Linked DNA regions of Sus scrofa: regions 1 and 3 are each linked to region 2. The links are chromatin contacts, called in public Hi-C and HiChIP or PLAC-seq maps. All regions are on one chromosome and are shown on one strand. Each heading gives the region's core, a stretch centred on a gene start, on an enhancer-like site or on the middle of the called end of the contact. The rest is flanking DNA. Distances are from core to core; before and after follow the strand shown.

Region 1 (3,768 bases), core at 863-3,362, 290 kb before region 2:
ATGACATTGGCCATAATTTTTCATGTCCTACCACCCACTCACAACAGGCCCATCAAATGAAATGCTAAATGCCTTTCTTATCAACACTTGATGGGAAAATGCTGTTCTGGCATCTTTCTTTTAGGGAACCAGAAATCTAACCATGTTCCTTGCAGCCTAGAGCTCAATACATGAGATCAGATTTGTTTTCCTCCCCCCAAATTTATAGGCATTTATAAGGAAGCACATCCTGCTTGGTATTTGGAGGGGGACAGTAGAGTAAAGAAGAATTATTTAGTAGTTTCTTTTTCTTGAAATTTGCTCAAGCTGTTTTATGACTTTAAAAAACTTGTATCTTAACTCCCATTTTTATGAGCAGCTGTTCTTTTCTATCCCGATTTCCCCACTGACTTTTTTGGCTGACTCACAGGCCAATTATTAGAACTCCTTGGGCAGTGGTTCGTTCCTCCATAAAATGGGTATAGTCATAAAATGTTGACTTTAGAAAAAGAGAGCTCAGTTCTGTAGCCTGGGGTGAAATCCATGTTAGAGTCCTGATAAAGACAGTCTTGACTGAGAATGCCAGGACTGGGTCCTTATTTTCCTGTCACTGGTGTCTCTCAATAGGGCAGACTTTCTGCAGAACTCGGATGGCACCCTTAGTAATGGCCTAGGGGTGGGGTGGGATTGAAGCAGGGGTCCACTCTTAGGGCATTGATGCTATATGGACCCTCTCTTAATGCTAGAACCCAGAGAAAGCAGATTCTTACATAGTTCCTAAGCAGTAGATCACTGGAAGGAAAACCTTCAACTTCTGAAAGTTTTAAGGACATGGAAATACTTCATTTTAGACATTCGCTTGGGTTTGTGCATTTAAAAATTTTTGAAAGGTCACAATGTTGCATTTCTAGGCGAGCTCAACTAAAATGTTTGGAGAATGGATTCTGATTAATTTACTTTTCTAGGTACCTTAAGGGGCACCAGAGATTCTTCTCGATTCAAGCCAGTGAAATCTGATTTCTGTAACTTGGGTGCTCGTGGCTGTGTCTTGGTTCTCAGATGGAGCCTGGGAGATGATGGGGTGAAGAGCCACTAGCCACTGATCCCCAAATAATCCCTGACATTTCATGAAGCATGCCCAAAAGATGAATGCTGAAAAAACGCATTACCTTGGCTCTTTTTAAAATTGCATTCGTATTAATTGAGGCTTGACTCATTGGAGGTGGTTGTGAAGATGAAGGGGATGGAATGAGGCAGAATGTGGCCCATTGTTAGTAAATGATGATCAATTATAGATGTTGTTATGGGTTTGCATTTTTGTTTTTGCGCAATGATTTTTCTAAAATATATTGGTACCTATCTAGGCTGACCTTGAAGTAAAATACTACAACTTCATAAAACCAAAACATGAACGGAAAAGACATCTCCATTTCTCACTATGAGTAGGTTTCAAATCTCTTATTGGGAAGATTTAAATGTAAGTTGGAAGAAGTAGGACAGAGGTCACATCTTCCCCTGTTGGACATTCTTTCTGATGAATAAGTATTAAAACTGCTTTGAATTTGGTTTCCCCCTCAGATAAGGATTTATTTTTTTCCATAAGGTCTTTTCTTTGCACCTGAAGGAGCATTGAGGGTGAAAAATAGAGGCCTGTTTCCTGTTCCTAACTGGAGGCCTCGAAGGTTGTCAAACCAGAGCAACAACTCTGTGGGATTTATGCCTGGGACCTGTCAAAGTAAAATTATCATAGCAAACCCTCTCTGCTATCAATCAAAGGGGTATTGGGGATGGCAAGGGCAGGCATTTTTCAAATTTCTTTACTGTGCATATTTAGTCTTGTGCCTGGGGGAGGAAGAGTGCCTTTGAACAGTTCTTGTAGATTTCTTTTCCATCAGATGGCAGCTCGCAGAACTACTTAATCTTCCCCACAGGGCTTCTCTCATTGGCCAGCTGAGAATGCAGCTGGGGAAGACAGTGGGAGTGGGGGTGCACAGGGAGAGATGACAGAGACAATCCAATGGCACAATCTGGACAAGAAGGACACGCTGTGTGACTCCGGTGGCCCCCATGTCCTGCCTTAGAAAGTGTGCTGTCTCTTGCAGGGTGTAGGTCTTCCCTTCCTAAGGGATCACGTGGGCATGTAGCAACCAAACCCAGAGCCATGCTGCCATCCAGGCCCCAGCGATGTGAGTGCTCTGTCTTTTGCAGGCGTTTCCCACATTTGTCAAGGCAGAGGTTGCAGGGGGACGGACCAGGAACAGGGGGCACCCATTCATCCCTGTCTGTCAGAGCTCTGCTTTGTCATGATAACATGCACGGAGCCGATTTATCTCTCTGGCTACTGGAGGTTAAGGCAAGGGTAACCCAAAGAAGAGAAGAAATCCTGTTTGAAAAGTTTACAAATCCTGCCGGGAGGGCTGTAAACAGAGTTCAGCTGGTGGTGGAATGTGTAAAATACTGCCACACTGATAGGGACCCGATTCCCCGGCACTAGAAATCCACTCGTGTAAACAGAGGAACGGTTGCTGAGAATCGGGTCTGTTTTGGCTTAAAGGCTGAGGAACACATTGCCTTCAAAGTGAATTCTTAGGTGTCACTTCCCATAAGTTATGGCCGAAGATTACAAAGCTACTGATATAACATATTAGTTTGATGGACAGAATTATACCCCCAACGCTTCCTGCTCTCCCCGGTGACGCACACTAACTTAGTGTACTGTGACAGCTGCCTTGATTTACCACCGGCCCGGGAGGCCAGCCGGGAGAGGGAATGTTCACATGCATGCAGGGCCTGAGACTGGCCCGGAGCCGAGTTTATAAAGCTGCCCTGTAATTCACCACAAATGTGTCACCATTAAAAGAGGAAAAAAGGATTGCAGATAATAAATACTCTCTAATTTATTAGCTAACAACAAAGAGATCAGAGCCAGTGGTGATGTGATTGTTTGACATAATATTGTCAAGGAGAAAAAAAAAAAAAAAAAAAAAAAGGCAAAGTTGACCAGAGAGGTAAATTACACATTCAAGCAGATGTATCAACTCTTGGCTTGTCACAGGCCTGGCTCAACAAAACACCAAACAGAGGAGGGAACTGGCAGAGAGCAGAGTCATTTATCTCTGAAAGAGACATATTCAAGAGCAAGTGAAATAAGACATAGTTCTTTTGGACTTGGTCAGAGGCCAGGTTTTAACTGTTATAAATTAACTGTTTTGTGTATTGGATCTGGCAATGGTCGGGAGTTGTTGAATTTTTCTGCCTGTCTTAAACTCATGGTTTGGTCAGCTGACGTTTTTGTCTTTGCAACAAGGTACCACAGCATTCTGGTAATTAGAGTAGCTATCAGAAAGGGGGCTTTTGTATGGGGTCTTTTAGAAAATCAGTGGCTTTGGAAGATGTTTTCATTGCCATCATTTTTTGATTCCCTCCTCTGCAGTTATTTAGCAATAATCCTGCAGGACACCAGGCCAGGATTTGCAGTCATGTTAGAGTCATGGCATCTCAGTTCTGGAGGAAGTGTTTGGTCTTACATCCCACCCAGGATACGTAGATCCCTGTGCAGCCAGGGCTGGAGCACTGCCAGGGACCCAGAGCATCTGCTGCGCGTGATTACAAATGGGCTCAGAATCACCCAGTGCCCGCTGGGCTTTTATTCTTACAGAAGCTACTGCCCGGAAAAACTCCCCTGTCCCTGACTTGGAGCTTTTCAGACACTTTTCCTCTGTTTCTTATTAGTGTTTGGTGTCAGTCTATTGTCAGAACATAGATTTCTGGGTTTTCTTTAATAGTTTA
Region 2 (3,470 bases), core at 813-3,312:
GGTGTATATATTATACATAAAACTATATACAAAATTATATAGAAAAATATATAATCATTTTTCACTATCAAATGATTAGTAACTCCATGCCATTGGGTGGCATATTTCCTTTTGGACGTCCATGATAAAAATTATCTTTTTCTAAGAAATGAGGGAATCTATCTTTGTTTATCTTTGCAGGCTTCATTATATTTATACAGGTGATATGCAAACATCCCCAACCCCTGAGGCTGGAAGATTAATTAGAGCAATTGATGGTAGAGAAAATTGGTCCCTAAAATCTAAACCAGAAGCATCCAAAAGTGGGGTGGATGTGTGATAGCCCTAGTCCCAGAAAGCCTCCAGCACAGATTGAGCAAACATGACATATCGATCATCACAGAACCTATAATTGGTGACCAAAAGCACCGTGTGGCTTTAATGGCCCTCCCTGAATCCTTGCCATCATTTAATTTTTTTTTTTTTTTAAAGAAAGCAGCTGTTTTTCCTAAATTCATGCTGCCCTCTAGTGGCCATGCTCCTAACCTCACAGGGAAGGTGGAGAAGATGAATGTGGAGAGAGTGAGTGGTGGGAACCACGGAGGTGGTAAAAGGGTGACCCACTTCTTTCTTTTCTCTCTCTTCTCAGAGAAAGGATTCCTGAGTTCCTCAGCCAAAAATGAGAAAGCAACATGAAACTGAACCACTTAACCACTGTCCATTTTGACTGACAGCCTGGCTTATGTACTATCCATCACTAAGCAGCACTGAAGGAACCCTGTGAATCTTAATTCATTAGCCTCCCATCTTGGCATGTGCGTGCGCTTTGGAATCCAGCCCATCTCAAATCCATTAAATCCCACTTAGAATATGGAGGTGGAGGAAAGGGGGACACATACCAAACTGGCTTTGAAAGTTCAAGTTTCCCCCATGGAAAAGTAAGGAGGAGTCAGCCTAAGTCAAGTTTTTAATCTTTGACATCCTCCTATCCTAAAGGCTGCATAAGGATTTGGACTAGAAAGGTAGCGTTGCATTTGTATGGCGTCTGGTCTGGTATTGGCACTTTGCTAAAGCCACCGAGAACGTCCTTTCCCTCCTTTACTGAAAATGAAGATCTTGAGATTCTGACCTCAGGAGAATTCTTCAGTATATGTAAAGAAATACTTTCAAAGAACAGTTCCCTGTTCTGTCTTTAAGAGTATAGGAAGTACAGAAAAATAATAAAGCATCATAGAAACATGTAAGCAAACTATTGTTTAGGAAGTCAGGGTGAAAATTGTTTCTGGCTTCAGTCTCAACTGGCACACAAAAAAATGTAACCAGAGAAGAAAACCCCAAATTTGGATTGCTAAGAAAATTTAACAAAGGAAGGTTGTTGATTTGTTTTGGAGTCTGGGGCCATTGGGTGTTTTTGTTTTTGGAGGGGGGCTGTTGTTGAAGCATGGAATATCAGGCATTGTGTTTGATCTCTGAGATCTATGCATTTCTATTTGATTGAAATGTAGCATGTGTCCAGGTAAGAACCAATCATTAACGATGTTCAAAAAAGGGAGCCTCTCTCAGACCTGGGACCCCATCCTGTCCATCTCTGCCTACCCAGACGACCCCCAATACAAAATAATTTCAAAAGCATTGACATCTGAGGAAAAGTATGTTGACTGTTTCCTTTCCAGGATTCACATTATCGAAACATCTGCTGCCAGAGAGCTTTTAAATCTGTCAGCCTCATATTTCCTCGATATAGCGAGGACATTGAACGGTCCGGTCAGGTCTGGGCAGGGCCATAACATCTCTGACTGGAATGTGGGGACCAGGGGCTTAAGGCAGGACAGTGGAGCTGGTTACTAGGGATCGGGCTCAAAGGTGCAATTATCTCTCGGACTTGCCCTCGATTTCACATTTCCCACTAACAGGTGATGTGAGGGAAAAACTAGCTCTGCATTTTTTTTTTCCCCTCCTCTCCTCCCTCTCCTATCTCCTTCTCTTCTTCTAAAATGACAAGTCTCATTTCAGCTGCCCTCGGAGCCCGGAGTGCATTTTCCACAGGCTCTGGCTTGTCACTTGTCAGCGTGTCTGCCCACTCACGTGACTGCTTGTGCAGCCTCCCCGGGGCTGGGAGGCTGGCTTCTCAGCCTTGCATTCCTCTCACCTTCAGTACAGATTTTGCCAAGATACTTTCTCTGCTGACTGGTTTCCTTCCCCTGCTTTTTTCTTCCTTATAAACAAGCGGGTGAGACTTGACAAGGCCCAGCATTTGTCTAAAGAGCCTGTGTAATCTGTTCTCTCTCAGTGGAAAGTTTAACCTTCCATCAGGCCTCACTGGAGGGGGCTGAGCATTGGGGCCAAGTGTCCTTTTCTCAAAGGGATGTGTTGCCTGGCATTTGTGTCAGCTTTCTTTTAGGAGACAGATGCATTCTAACCCTTGATTAGGTGGCACATACTGTGTTTTGTTTTTTTTTTTTGACCAGTGCTTGGTAGAAAGCAGTGTCTCATAACCCCACAATTTGGATTCTCTCAGGCATCCAGAGTATTTATGTTTGGCGTGCTTACTCTTTGTGCTAAAAATAAATAAAAACTACCATTTACTTTAATCAAGAATAAACATTGCTGGTAGAAATCATCAACCTGAAATAAAACCGACAGCAGCTAAGCCTGCACATAATGCAATTTATTATGGACGAAAAAGTGACCAAAGGTTTATATTTTGTTGATGTATTGAAAACAGCACAAATTCACAGGAAGGAATTAGCCTTTGTAGAAATAATGAAAACAAAATAAAATCGAAGTGAACTTAAAACTACACACAATAAAATAGGTTGTCTAAACTTCAGTGGAGGGCTCAGGTCTTCCTGTCACAATTTAGAGCTGCATAATTTTACCCAAGGAAATGTAACCTTGTGGAAATAAGTGACTTAAAGAGATTTAGAGATCTTAAAGAGATATGCCTGGTAAAATTTGATATTTGCCAAAAGCTGAACGAGGAATTTAACCTTAAGGAAGATATTACATGGAAAAGAATTGATCCTATTGAAAATAAATTGAATCAAATGCAAATGAAAATGTTAAAAATAGAAGGTGGCTTTAACTTTGAATTTAAAAAATGAAGGAATTTAAGTTCTATTGTAAATCACCCATTCTTCAATTTTAAACAGAGAAAAAAAATAAGAAATTAAATTGACTAAATGTAGTTGGCTCTGAATAAATAGTGCTTTTTGAAAGAAAAATTATCAGGTGTGTTTATGTGTTATATTCATAAGCCTGAAGCCAAAGCATCCTAGTGGTCAAAATGGCAGAATTCAAATGTCCACCACTGAAAAACATCAGGGTTAGCAGACTAAGATGAAAATATCCTTTGTTTTATACAATAGAAGAGGAGAATTCAGAAGTGTGTGCTCACTTGAGAGACTGGCAACCTCCCCTGAGCCTCGCTCTTCAAGGTGGTCATTGCAGCACTTAGCAAGGATGGTGTGCCGCCAGTCCACAGAGAAGAC
Region 3 (3,386 bases), core at 710-3,209, 500 kb before region 2:
GTCGTCTTGGCACAGTTCCCACAAGGGAGACATGGATGGCTCAGGAAAGGTCTGAGGCTAAAGTTCACACTCACACCACACATACAGGTATTGCACACGCAAGCAGGGGTGTCTGTAATGGAAGTACTATCAGTAAATGCATCCATAGCATGGACAGCATCTCCCCAATTCGTTCCATTTTATGTAACAGCCAGGAGATCCCGTGTGAGTCCGCCCTCTGGTCAGCGTCGGAGCTCAGCTGTCAGCCTGTGCAAGCTCAGCACAGCTCTTGGGTCTGGCAGGTGAACGAGCTGGGAGTCTGTGTGCAGTGCGAGGCCCTCCACCGGGCGACGTTCTGTAATTAACGTCTGCCTGCGCCAGGCCGCGCATGCGCACAGCTGCCCCTCACCGCCTCCACCCCAGCACCCCTGTGCCCCTAACGGTAATGGTTCACTTTCAGCTACCTGTACTAACAGGGCTGTCTTTCCCTTTCCGATGCTATTTTTTTTTTTTTTTTTTTTTTACCCGAGCTGAGTACTTAATTCTTTATCTACTGCCTCAACATCTACATTGCTGCATTCCACACTTCTTTCAAAAATAAAGAACTCCACTTTCCAGAAATTTGAACAGTAAACTTCAAGCCGGGAGCCTTGAGACAGAAATTCCCTCAACCCCTTCCTTACCTCACCCCCAACAAAAATGAAAACAAATAAAAAGAAATCATGAAAGCAAAAGGAATAGCCACTCAAACTGGAGTGATTCCACGCTTCTGCGGATATCTTGCCTTTGGGGCAGCTACAGGGACACTGGGCAGAAACAAATGAAGCGATTAGTAAAGAAAAAAAGCGGGAGGGGAAAAAAGTCAGAGGCGGCAAATGCAGAGAAAGGAAGCCTTCCTTGCCGTTTCCTAGGACTGTGCAGAGGAGAACCGCTAAGAAATGATACTTGAAGTTATATTTATTATTGTAAGAGGGGTATGATATTTCTGGGCAGGAATGATGGATGACAACTTAAATTTGTGTCCAGGGAATGAAGGTGAACTGTGACAGAGTTATTTATCTTGGGAATGGAGGTTAGGGTCAGCCGAGGCTGGGTGCCTGAAGGCACAAGACATTGACAAATTTATCCTGCAGGCCGTATCTGAAGCCCTTTGTTTTGGATCCTGGCTACTCACTAAGTGACCCTCATCCTTCATGTTGGCAATGCGTGAAGGATGCGGTGAGCGCCAGCGGCCCCTTCTCCCCCGCCGCCCCCGCCCCGGCTCCCGCTACTAATTCTTGTCATTCACTTTGCTGACAGGCACCAAGCCCAAACTATTCCCAGTCCTGAAAGGGAAGGTTAAAATATTTATTTCGGCTCATAATGGCCTCCCTGATTTAGTGCAGGATCATTTTTCCTGTTGCCTTTGTCATTGCAGGTCACTGGAAGGACTGAGCGCGTTCGGGAGCCTGGAGGAACTCATCTTGGACAACAATCTGCTGGGGAACGACCTCGTGTTGCCAGGGTTACCCAGTCTCCATACCTTAACCCTCAACAAGAACCAGATATCCTTGGCTCTGGTGCTGCCCCCACTCCCCGCCCAGCCCCGCAGTGGTCCCCTCCCCGCCAGCCATCCCCTCTCCCCCCGCCCCCCACAAATACCTGCGAAATGTCAAATGAGTTTTATGTGTCAGCTAAATTAAAGTATGTGAAATACAGTCCATGGGCAGACAAAGCGTTCTGTCTCCTGGCACTCGGGACACTTCAGAGTAATTTATTATAGGTCATTCATAAATGAAATGCACCATTATATCTTCCTGTTGCTCCATTTTAGTGTAGAGATCTAAGTTATGGCTGCGAAGAAATCTTTTTAATAGATAAAAATAGAGAAAGAAAATAATGTCACTGCTGCCGAGAAGGGAAGGCTAAGCTGTGTTCTCTTTGCTTGGGCTTGTGTGGGAGGGCGACCTCTGGTGGGAAGCAGGGGGTAGTGCCGCTAAGCAACCTTAGCCTTTAAGGAGGTTTCTGGAAGGCTTTGGTGCAGGCTTGGGGAAGGCTTCTGGCTGAAGAGAAGAGCGAAGGGGCTAAGGTGGAAGAAGAGTGAGAAGTCCAGGCTAGCGCTGCCCTCTGTGGTGTGTCTGGTACTTGGATGATGAGAGAGCCTAGGAGAGTCATTCTAGTGTGTGGTTTCTCCTTAGGTCTGAAGATCTAGCGGCCTGGAATGAGACTCAGGGACTTATTGCCTTGGGGTCTGCGGTGAGGCTGAGAATGGAATCAGAACCTCTACCTTGTGAGTCCCGTAGCTCCTTGTGAGGCTGAAAAAGGAATCAGAACGCTTGTACTTTGTGTGTTAGAGTCACAGGGCGCGGTGCTTGCACAGTGCCAGCTCTCCCAGGCAGAGAGTTTTGTCAGTGTTAACTCCTTTATCTTTCACACCTAGAACAATACCTGGCACGGAGTTAAGGCTCCATAAATGGTTGTGGGATGAAGGAGTCATGATCATCAGATGTTCTTTATTGAGCACTCCTATGGATTAGGCGCTGTGCTAGGTAGCTTGAAGTGTGTTATTTTTTTCATTCTTACCAAATCCCTTGGGAAGGGTGTGGTTTCTCCCTTCACCTAGAGCCAACTAGGCATTTAACAACATGACAGGTCCTGGCTTGTCACACCTGTGGCTGGACCCAGAGTTCTTTCCTTATTACAGCATGCTTCAGACTTGAAGTCTTATCACCTTGTTTTATTGGTGGGGCTTTTGAGACCTGGTGTGGTTTACTCACTTGCTTCTCACATAGTAAGTTAGAAATAGAAAAGGGATTGGGATATTTTCCATAGAGTATGAAATTAAAGCCATATACATATGTTAAGATGAAGGTATATGTTTATGGCAGCTCTAAGAAGGATTTATGAAATCATTTATTAGCCACTGTTTATACATGAAATCTTAAGCTAATATTTTCTTTCTTCAGTAAAATAAGTGATTCGTGGCCACTATTAATTGATACTTTTGTGGAAGAAGGAGCGGACCTACAGGTTCTTATCAGTCCTTATCATAATGAAATATTGATTTTTTTTCCTCTCCTATCCTTTGGTCAACCAAATTTCCTAGTCATTGTTTGAAAAATGATCTTAGTCAGTGTATCTTACGTCTTCCTTGGCTGTTGAGATGATGAGTTGGATGATAGTCTCAAATCAGTTAGAATAGAAGGAGAATTAGACTAGCATTTGGATGATGTGTTTCCTGCTATGGACCCCAGTGCTCATAGCCTGTGTCCCACGTCACTGCAGAGCATTAGAGTTGTTAGGCTTGGGTTCATGAGTCAGCTTAATCATGTTTAGCCGTGTGGCCATAGTCAAGTAATCCTCTAAGAGCCTCTGTTTCTCATTTGTGTGGATGTGTGTGATGTTACCCCTTTCACTTGCCTGTTTGG

What was found. A called contact is a pair of places that touch in the nucleus more often than the background predicts. HiChIP or PLAC-seq counts read pairs in DNA pulled down with a chosen protein or histone mark.
Region 1: a contact with region 2 is called in a Hi-C map of skeletal muscle, with 6 times the contacts expected there. The contact joins two enhancer-like sites. A contact is called at or near these places in 3 of 47 Hi-C or Micro-C datasets (embryonic fibroblasts, mesenteric adipose tissue and skeletal muscle).
Region 3: a contact with region 2 is called in an H3K27ac HiChIP or PLAC-seq map of skeletal muscle, with 5 times the contacts expected there. The contact joins two enhancer-like sites. A contact is called at or near these places in 7 of 47 Hi-C or Micro-C datasets (alveolar macrophages, embryonic fibroblasts, fetal heart ventricle and 4 more) and 1 of 2 datasets of contacts at active chromatin or transcription factors (skeletal muscle).

Annotation. Positions count from the first base shown.
Region 1 is chr14:78,753,914-78,757,681 of Sscrofa11.1, forward strand. The region is part of intron 5 of LRMDA (a long non-coding RNA gene); the gene reads left to right. Among named protein-coding and RNA genes, the nearest start is that of LRMDA, 800 kb to the left of the region's middle. Within about 2 kb of position 2,113, at least 28 of the 83 cell types and tissues checked have an H3K27ac peak or open chromatin away from gene starts, as enhancers often do. A contact at or near this core is called in skeletal muscle, where this site is marked.
Region 2 is chr14:79,041,844-79,045,313 of Sscrofa11.1, forward strand. The region is part of intron 5 of LRMDA (a long non-coding RNA gene); the gene reads left to right. Among named protein-coding and RNA genes, the nearest start is that of KCNMA1, 1.1 Mb to the right of the region's middle. Within about 2 kb of position 2,063, at least 10 of the 83 cell types and tissues checked have an H3K27ac peak or open chromatin away from gene starts, as enhancers often do. A contact at or near this core is called in skeletal muscle, where this site is marked.
Region 3 is chr14:78,542,477-78,545,862 of Sscrofa11.1, forward strand. It overlaps LRMDA (a long non-coding RNA gene), which reads left to right. Exons shown (of 6, transcript XR_002338559.1): 3 at 1,397-1,523. Among named protein-coding and RNA genes, the nearest start is that of LRMDA, 590 kb to the left of the region's middle. Within about 2 kb of position 1,960, at least 19 of the 83 cell types and tissues checked have an H3K27ac peak or open chromatin away from gene starts, as enhancers often do. A contact at or near this core is called in skeletal muscle, where this site is marked.